Regions from separate parts of the Mus musculus genome. Here region 1 is linked to region 2. Evidence: chromatin contacts called from public HiChIP or PLAC-seq data. All regions are on one chromosome and are shown on one strand. Each heading gives the region's core, a stretch centred on a gene start, on an enhancer-like site or on the middle of the called end of the contact. The rest is flanking DNA. Distances are from core to core; before and after follow the strand shown. Region 1 has its middle 160 kb from the start of Rap1gds1. Region 2 holds the start of Metap1 (methionyl aminopeptidase 1).

Region 1 (4,210 bases), core at 759-3,258, 430 kb after region 2:
GTGGAACCTGTAATCCCTATTGTGGGATTTTGATGGCCACTGATGGGTAATTAGGTTTGTGTCATGAGTGTTGGGTCATGGCTTGAGAGTCTTTATGAAAAGAAGAGGAGACAAGAGCCTCTTTCCCTCCCCCATGAGTCTCCATAGAAATGGAAGCCTCAAAAAGAGTCTACCCTTGCTGGCGCCCTGAATTGGACTTCCCAGACTCCGGAACCATGGGGGATTCATGTGTTCTTCAAGCCACCAGGTCCATGATCTCTGAGAGCAGCCAAACTGAAATAGTGAATCAGACATCAGGGTTATTTGGTTTTGGGTAGAGAGCCCCTCTTCTCCTAAAACATGGGCTTCTATTCTGTAACAGAGAACTGTCTCCACTTGTCTCTAAATTAGTTTTGAGAATGATAATACGATTTCAGTTACTGTCAGTTGGCCCTAGAATAGCCCACACCTGATTGCTGTGAACAGAAACCATCTAAGACTCCTGGGCACTGGAGCATCTCTGGCTCCTGCCATGCTACTAATCCTATTGAAACATCAAACTGGTGGGAAGCAGCTATGAGTGGGGATTCCATGTTTGAAGAATTTGTTTGCTAACAAATTCTGAGTTTCTCCAGGCTTAGTGGGTTTCTCAAATAACTTCTACCTGAAATAGCACTGTTGCAGAAGATAAGGTCCAGGTACGATTGACAACACTGTCATGCTTAGAGGCAGAAATGACACTCACATGAATCTTGGCCCCTTGGGTCAAGTAATAGTAAGAATGAATAGATGCACATAGATCTAATGGCTCCTAAGACAGGGTACCTAGCTTTTCCACAGGGGCAGCAATAGTCACATATGGGGAGGCTGTGGACCACACACTGACAAATGGCAAGCTGAAGAGGAAGTCTAGGCATTGATGAGGGATACAGCCACGTCCTTTGCCAGGCTCCACAGAAATCTTAGAGGTTCTGATGTCTAAACAGACTTGGTTTCGTATCCACAGTGATGGAGTACAAAAAAGTGGCCAGTGGTCATATCTGGGGCCATTCCCAGGAAGACTGGCAGGAGGTGTCCTGATTATCTTGCTGGAGGGCAGTTTCTGAGGGTCAGCAAGGTCTCTGGAATATCCCTTGGGACAGTATCTACCTTAGCCTAACACCTGGAGCTCCTGGTTAGGAAGTCTGCTCACACAAAGGTGCAAGTGATAATGGGTCCCTGAGTCAGAGCTCAGTGACACTGGGCTCTGGGTAAATACATTTCAGGATAGAAACTGAACAATGGTCCATGTACATGGAAATGGTCATCAGGCTGTTCAGTGACTCTATATAGGTTTTTGTTTTGTTTTTGAGACAGGGAGGCTCACTGTGTACCCCAGGCTGGCCCTTAGACTCCTGATTCTTCTTCGGATTCCTATGGGCTGGTGTACAGACAGGAACACACATGTTTCTTTTAGGAATGTGTGAATGCTGTTAGGTTTTTTTTTTTTTTCTAACAGGCCAGCACTTCCCACAGAAACAGGACAGACTCACCTTTAAATCCTTTAATAATTCAGCTTCCCAGGTTTCAGGAATTTGATTCCCTAAGTGATTCATAAAGTTTGGCTTTTTTTTTTTTTTTAAAGAAAGCCTGCAGTCGGCATTCCTGGGGACTCTAACACAGCACAGAGAGGTGCTCAAGGGCTTTGCTCGTTTATAGAGCTTGCTGATCCAAGGCCAAGGTTCAGCTGAAACAAAGTCCTGCCCTCTGGATTGCACCCCTGCAGATCTGCCACACTGATTTGGCCAGCCCATGAAAGTCAGCCATTGCCTGTCGTCCATGCGTTCTCTCTCAGGGTTAACTCCACCATCATCTCTTGTCTAGCCTCACACCTCACGATCCGCAGCACCAGTCTCCACCTCCACAGCTCCCTCCCTGTCCAGGTGAAACAAGGACAGAGAAGCAGCTTCGAGCCTACACTGGTGCTGCCTCACAAGTCAGCAGGCCTCACTTCTGGGGGTGGTGAGACAAGGCATAGGATTCCTGTGCGAGCTCAACAGCACCACAGGAAATCTTGGTGTTTTTGCAATCCTTTCTCCCTGAGGCCCACTGGGTACTGTGGTCCAGGTGGGTCCTACACACACAGCTGAGTATTATGAGCCTAGAAAGCCCAGTCCTAGACCTATGAAAGGGTCTAAAAACATTCTTGGCCCAGTTTTGTCCAAGAGAGACTTCATCTTATTTGCCTGTACATAAGGAAGAGAGAAAAAAAAAAGCTGCTGCATCTCTTATACAAGCCTGCTTGCTATCTAAACAGCCTTGAAAAGAACTTCAAACAAAAGCTTTTCTGGCTTTCTACAGAAATACAAAAACAGAAGACACCCAAGAATAGTCTCCCGGGAAGAGACACATGTCTCCTTCCTACCTCCCCATTAGCAACAACTCTGGTTCTGGAACAAAACAAACAAATCAATTTCCTGTTCAAAATCCTTGGGTTTGCCCTTCCCAGTTTATAACAAAGCATTAAGACATCTCAGGTCCCATCTATGTTTTCCAAGCCCGGTCTTTTGTTTCCTCCCCCTCCCATATGGATACCTAGAGCCCAGACTTGTCTCCACTTGCAACACTGTTATTCTGTGTATGTATCCATTAACAAACTGTTTCCTGTCTTCTGCTTCTGCAGTATAGAGCCAGTGAATCTCCAGTGTTACTCAGAAGGGCCCTGAGGAGTGAAATGTAGAAGTTCCAGGTTCTGTGGCTGTGACCACAGGCAGAACAAGATGCCCTAGAGTGATCTTGATGCATTAATGACTAGGCTTATTGCATCCCTCCTGGAACGGCAGGGTCCTATCTGGTTCATGAATGCTCCTACCATCTGGGTTCCGTGTAACTTCCTCTCCATGAACCTTAAGGTCTACCTCCAATCTTCACGGTATTTAGTGGTGGCAAGAAGGGAGGGCTGCTGTTCTCTGGGGGCTCTTCACCACTGATAACAAGGAAGAGAAAGGAAAGGCTGGCTGTCTCTAGCAGGAATTTGCCCTTTTCTATTTCTCTTTCTGGGAATCTATATTTCTGTGAAGTGTAGCACAGGTTCAGCAACCTGGGAAGACAGGGAAGTGTGTCATATTGTCTCCTGAACAAAACTAGAGCTCTGTAAATAAGGAGAACGGAGGTGGATATTAGATAAATAACTTGAAATATTGCCACCAGGGCACTTTTAATCCCTGTCACTGATGCCACATGTCTTCTCCAGTAGAGCAGAGGGGTCAGGAGCTCTGGAACTTTCCCCACCTGGGTTGGTCAAACCCCAGAGGAAAATAGCTTTGGCAACTGCCCCTGTGTGACTGCCACCTTCAGGTTCCCTGTCTATGTACCCTTTGATAGTTTAAGGCTTGGGGAATGATCTATGTCTTCCTGAGCCTCGAGGGTGTTACTTTCTCAGGTGCACATCCTTCTGTGTGCCTCACGCCACTGAACAGTCTGTCAGTGGGGTGTCTTCTTCACTGGGGCCTTGGCTGGTGGGAACAAAACTTCTCATTGGTCAGCCATTTAACCAAGGAGGTATATTTTCCTAGGGCAGACTAGAGAGTGGAAGCTGTAGGTGCTTGGGTCATCCTGGGGATTTAGTAGTGCAGACTGTGGGATGATGTCGCCAGTAGAGAGCTTGACTTTGCCGGATCCTGTTTTTATCCAGGCCAAGTGCATCAAAGTATTCAGTAGGGGTACTGCCATGAGTTGGCAGCTTATTGTCAACTTCATACAAACATGAGTCACTTGGGTTTTTAGTTAACTAAACATAACTAAAATGCAACGAAGTAATTCCCTCTAACAGATTGGCCTGTAGGCTTATGGGACACCTGTGTGGTCCTGAGTTGTGTAAGAAAGCATGCTGAGGGAGCGTGAGAACAAGCCAGGAAGCAGTATTACTCCATGTGCTCGGCTTCAGTTCCTGCCTCCCAGAGTCTCCATTTGAATTCCTATCTAGATTTCCCCCAATGATGGACTGTGACATGGACATGTTGCTTAGTCATGATCTTATCCCAGCCACAGCGACACCAGGCTACAACAGGCTGCATTCCTCATGGGATCAAGAAGGGACATTGTAAATTCCTGCAGTCTCCACAGGATATGTGCCAGTGCTGTAATGAGACACTGGTGCCAGCATCGGCTCCTTCCTGGTGGCAAGATGGGGTGGGCATAGGCTTGGGATAGCTTGCTACTCCACTTTCATGTTCCTGTCATTTGTCATTTG
Region 2 (4,242 bases), core at 919-3,418:
CATATAAGGATCCTAATGTGTATGTGATTTCTGAGCTGACCTCTTGGTACTGGATAATCAATTTGGGAGCTAGTGTCAGTACACATTAACCCATGCATGCCACCCAATGGTTTTTAAGATTTCATTTCTATTTTATGTGTATGGATGCTCTGCCTTCAAGTGTGCCTGTGCGCTATGTGCCTGGTGCCTGAGAAGTTTGTGAGAACCACGTGGTGCTGGGAACTGAACTTAGGTCCCCTCAAAGAGCAGAAAGTGCTCTTAACCACTGAGCCATCTCTCCAGCCCAGCCATTTTTTGTTCGTTTTCTTTCTCTTTTTTTGAGATAAGAGTCTCATTATTTAGCAAGGGCTGGCCTTAAAATTCACTAGGTAAACCAGGTTGGCCTAGTAGAGTTCTGCCAGCTTCTGCCTCCAAAGCACCGGGATTAAAGGTGTATGCCACCACACCTAGCGCCTCTCAACTTGAAACCCCTGAATACGAACTATATACATTGATCTAGTCAGATGGCACACAATTTTCATAGCAAATTTTTGTTTTAAATCCAGATTCCACACAGAACTCACTAAGTTAAACTGGAAAACATTAAAGCCACAAGAGGCCCTGCACCAGGTTAATAGCTCCAAGGCTATTTTCAGGTCTCTCTCCTCCAAGTGCAAAGCTTGGAAAGTGATGTCAGCAAGGTCAAGGGTCATATACTCTCTAAAGGCAAGATCATACAATAGTGAAGGACTCTTGCAATGGTTTACTACAATTGCTAAGGCTTTTAATCATTGGCTTCATCTTATTTTATCTTTCCATCTATTTTATCTTAGAAAATAGTTGGTTTTGCTATTTTCATATAACTATTCTTCCCCCCACCCCACCCCCGCCCCCACCCCAGAACCCTGGCCGTCCTGGAACTTGCTTGTACACCAGGCTGACCTAGAACTGACAGATTTGCCTGCCTGACTCCCAAGTGCTGCGATTAAAGGCATGTATCACTTACCACTGGTGACATAATTATTCTTCTTCAACTTTATCTAGATACCAGCATTAAATTGTAGTGGAATCCTTTAAAAAACAAAACGTCTCTAAATGATAGGGCTACAGGGTCTTCCTTAATTTCATTGTCAGCACAATCTTGTACAATACAGAATGAAAGGTACCCTCATTCTCTCTGTATAGAGTAACACTGAAACTGGGGAACTTAAGTAATTTCACTTACTCAAGCTCTCAGAAAAACTAGCATGCCAAGGTCTTTGGCCTATTAACTCCCCTCTCCCAGGAACCTGTCAGTTTATTACCAACGTACTTATATTCTTCTCCTCAACAAATTGTAACTAAGAGCCTAATAACCATCTACTACTTGCCTTGCCATTATTCTGAGTCTAGAAACGCGATGGGACACAAATACTGTTCAATAAATACACACTTCTGTCAGGGCCCCACTCAGTGCTAGGTTTGCTCAGTTGCACAAAAACTACGTCGGAGCCTTGAAGCACAACCCCTGCGGGACTGTCCTTTCTACTCCAGGAACTTCAGTAACAGAAGTGACTCATCTCTTTACCTTACCGGTTCTCAAATTAATAATCTGAGATGCCAACGGAAAAGAATGAATTACACCGACCTCTCTCCACGCCTACACTCAAAGTTACTTAAATGTCAAAGCGCGGTAGTAAAACACAAAAGAAGTGAGACTGAAACAGCTCTCCTCTACGGGAGACTGCAGCCACCCCCAGGCCCCGGCAGGTCGCTTCCGTCTCCGTCCGGGATTGCAGAGACACCGGAGAGAAGCCCCGGGAGCGCGGCCAGCGGCGTCCAGACCCGACCCCGGCTCGGCGGAGGTCTTGGGCTACCGGCTCCCGCGCGTCCCTACCTGCGCACACACCTGGCCGCCCACGGGACCGCGGAGGCCTGGCCCGAACCCGCCGCAGGTCAGCTTCCGCCCCCGAGAGCGCCGGCGGCCGGGCTCCCGGCTCCCGAGGCCCGGGCCGCTCGGAGGCCCGAGCGGGAGGCGACAAGGCCCAGAGGCGGAGGACCGGAGGGGCGCGGGGTGGGCGGCTACCTGCGAGCAGAAGTACGAGCCCTGGATGCCCAGCTTGATGCAGGTGGGACACTGGAGCTTGGCCTCGCTGCTGCAGCCGTCCGTCTCGCACACCCGCGTCTCCACCGCCGCCATGCTGCCTGGCTGCCGGAGGAGGGAGGAACCGCCACAGGGCGGGGAGAGGGACCCAGCCGGGGAGGAGCTCCGATGGCAGGCCTAGGCGCCGGACCGGGAGGACCAGGGCCCGCCCCTACGCAGCGCGCCCCCGCCCCCCTCCGCGCACGCGCGGCCAGGGCCCCGCCCCTTAGCGCGCGCTCACCTGCTGCCCCGCCCCTCCCTCCGGTTCGGCCGACCCCCCGCCCTGACAGCCACGCCCTCTCCGCGCACGCGTAGTGGCGACCCGCCCGGCAGCCTTTACGCCGCCTCCCCTGCCCCGCCCCAAGGCTTGCGGTGGCGGCGACGCCACGTGGGGTCAGCGGAGATCCTACACCCCATGACGTTGGGACCCCGAGCGTGAAATTCTTGAGCCTTCGGTGTTTCATTCACTCGCAGGTGGTTGGGAAGGGCGTGGATTCCTCAGTTTGGTTCGCCGGGAGCTTCTTGGGGACTAATTCCCTTTTCTGAGTTCCGCTTCTCTCTGCCAGTGTTCTCCTCAAAATAAAAAAGAAAGAAAAAATTACGCTCATTCTTAAAAAAATATCAATGGACCGAGATGGGACTGAAATACGCTCTTCCTCATGTCTTTCCACACCCCGCTATTGAAATACATAGCGCTAGTAGCTGCCAGATAGTTCAATATCGATGATTTAAAATATATATATATTATCTGATTTTATAGTTTGAGCGAATTCCACCAATCAAGAATTGAGGGGGGTTAGCCGGGTAGTGGTAGCGCATGCCAAACTTTAAACCTAGCACTCAGATCTAGAGGCAGGCAGATCTCTCTGAGTTGGAGGCCAGCCTGGTCTACAGAGTAAGTTCTTGGATAGCCAGGGTTACCCATAGAAACCCTGTCTCAGAAAACAAACCAAAAGAGAAAAGAAAAGAAATGCGAGAATTAAAAGGCTCTAGAGTTTATCAGATACAACCCGGTAGCCTAAATCTTTCAAACACATAATCAGTAGACAACAACTGCCGTTTTCTATTTTTTTTTTTTGTTTGTTTGTTGCTAGAGGAATGCTGTGACTTTTAAAAAAATCTTTTCCACCTTAATACACCAGAAAAGCTCATGTTTTCTTGAATAACTTTTCCTGTATAACCAACCACTGTAAACTTTTAATAAAAATGTATACATTTAAGAAAATTAGTGACTGCATATGTGTATATGTTTGTATATGACATCTAACTGTATAAATCCCAGCTTCCTAAACTGTGGCTCTCAACTTCTAAATATGGAGTAACAAAATTTTTGGCAATAGTAAGCAGTTTTTGACAGCCTAACAACCAAAAGTTATTTCAGAATTAAACGCAACACTCAGCATGTGCATTGGACTTCTCTGCAGTCTGATCCTGCATCCACTGCACGTACACTCTGTATTGCGGGTGCTGTCACATAGGCAGTGACAAACACATCCTGGTTTCTTTACAGAAGACAGAGACATCTAGTATTCTTCTGTCATTCTTCATTATGTATCCAATCAGGTTGTCTTTGGATTGAGTTAGCCTCAATAGCAGCAATCCTATAGTGGCTAGAACTCTGCATAGAGAATTGAATATTTGCGTCCAGGCATTGCTGTTTTGAGTTACTGACTTTAATTTCATTTTGAAAAAGTTATTAAGTGGTCTTTGGTTTGGATTGAACAGAATTTCCAACAATTTTTTAAACAGACAAAAAGAGACTTCTGCTATTTGAACCATGAGAAACAGCGTTCTCAACATTGACAACTATAAATCAAGATACTAATCAAACCGGGCGTGGTGGCACACGCCTTTAATCCCAGCACTCAGGAGGCAGAGGCAGGCGGATCTCTGAGTTTGAGGCCAGCCTGGTCTACAGAGTGAGTTCCAGGACAGTCAGGGCTACACAGAGGAACCCTGTCTCGAAAAACCAAAAAAAAAAAAAAAAAGATACTAATCAACTATGAAAAACTAAAGATACTTTATGACCTATAGTGTCAAATATTCTACCAAGCTTCCTTCCCTCTCCCCCACTCTCTTCTCTCTCTCTCTCTCTCTCTCTCCCCCCCCCCCATTGTTGTTCTTTGGTTTTTCTAGACAGG

What was found. HiChIP or PLAC-seq counts read pairs in DNA pulled down with a chosen protein or histone mark.
Region 1: an H3K4me3 HiChIP or PLAC-seq map of embryonic basal ganglia shows a contact between it and region 2, with 5 times the contacts expected there. The contact joins the enhancer-like site here to the promoter of Metap1 in region 2. A contact is called at or near these places in 2 of 39 promoter capture datasets (cranial neural crest and hippocampal neurons), 1 of 15 datasets of contacts at CTCF or cohesin (the NIH/3T3 cell line), 11 of 484 Hi-C or Micro-C datasets (the 3T3-L1 cell line, the HPC-7 cell line, the STO cell line and 7 more), 13 of 115 datasets of contacts at active chromatin or transcription factors (bone marrow-derived macrophages, cardiomyocytes, embryonic basal ganglia and 10 more) and 2 of 9 other capture datasets (adipose tissue and liver).

The regions. Positions count from the first base shown.
Region 1 is chr3:138,913,128-138,917,337 of GRCm38.p6, forward strand. No RefSeq gene overlaps it. Among named protein-coding and RNA genes, the nearest start is that of Rap1gds1, 160 kb to the right of the region's middle. Within about 2 kb of position 2,009, at least 22 of the 459 cell types and tissues checked have an H3K27ac peak or open chromatin away from gene starts, as enhancers often do.
Region 2 is chr3:138,487,214-138,491,455 of GRCm38.p6, forward strand. Metap1 (methionyl aminopeptidase 1) reads right to left here and starts at 2,169. Exons shown (of 11, transcript NM_175224.4): 1 at 2,045-2,169. The coding sequence starts at 2,158. Gm32553 (a long non-coding RNA gene) reads right to left here and starts at 848. Exons shown (of 2, transcript XR_001784010.2): 1 at 1-848.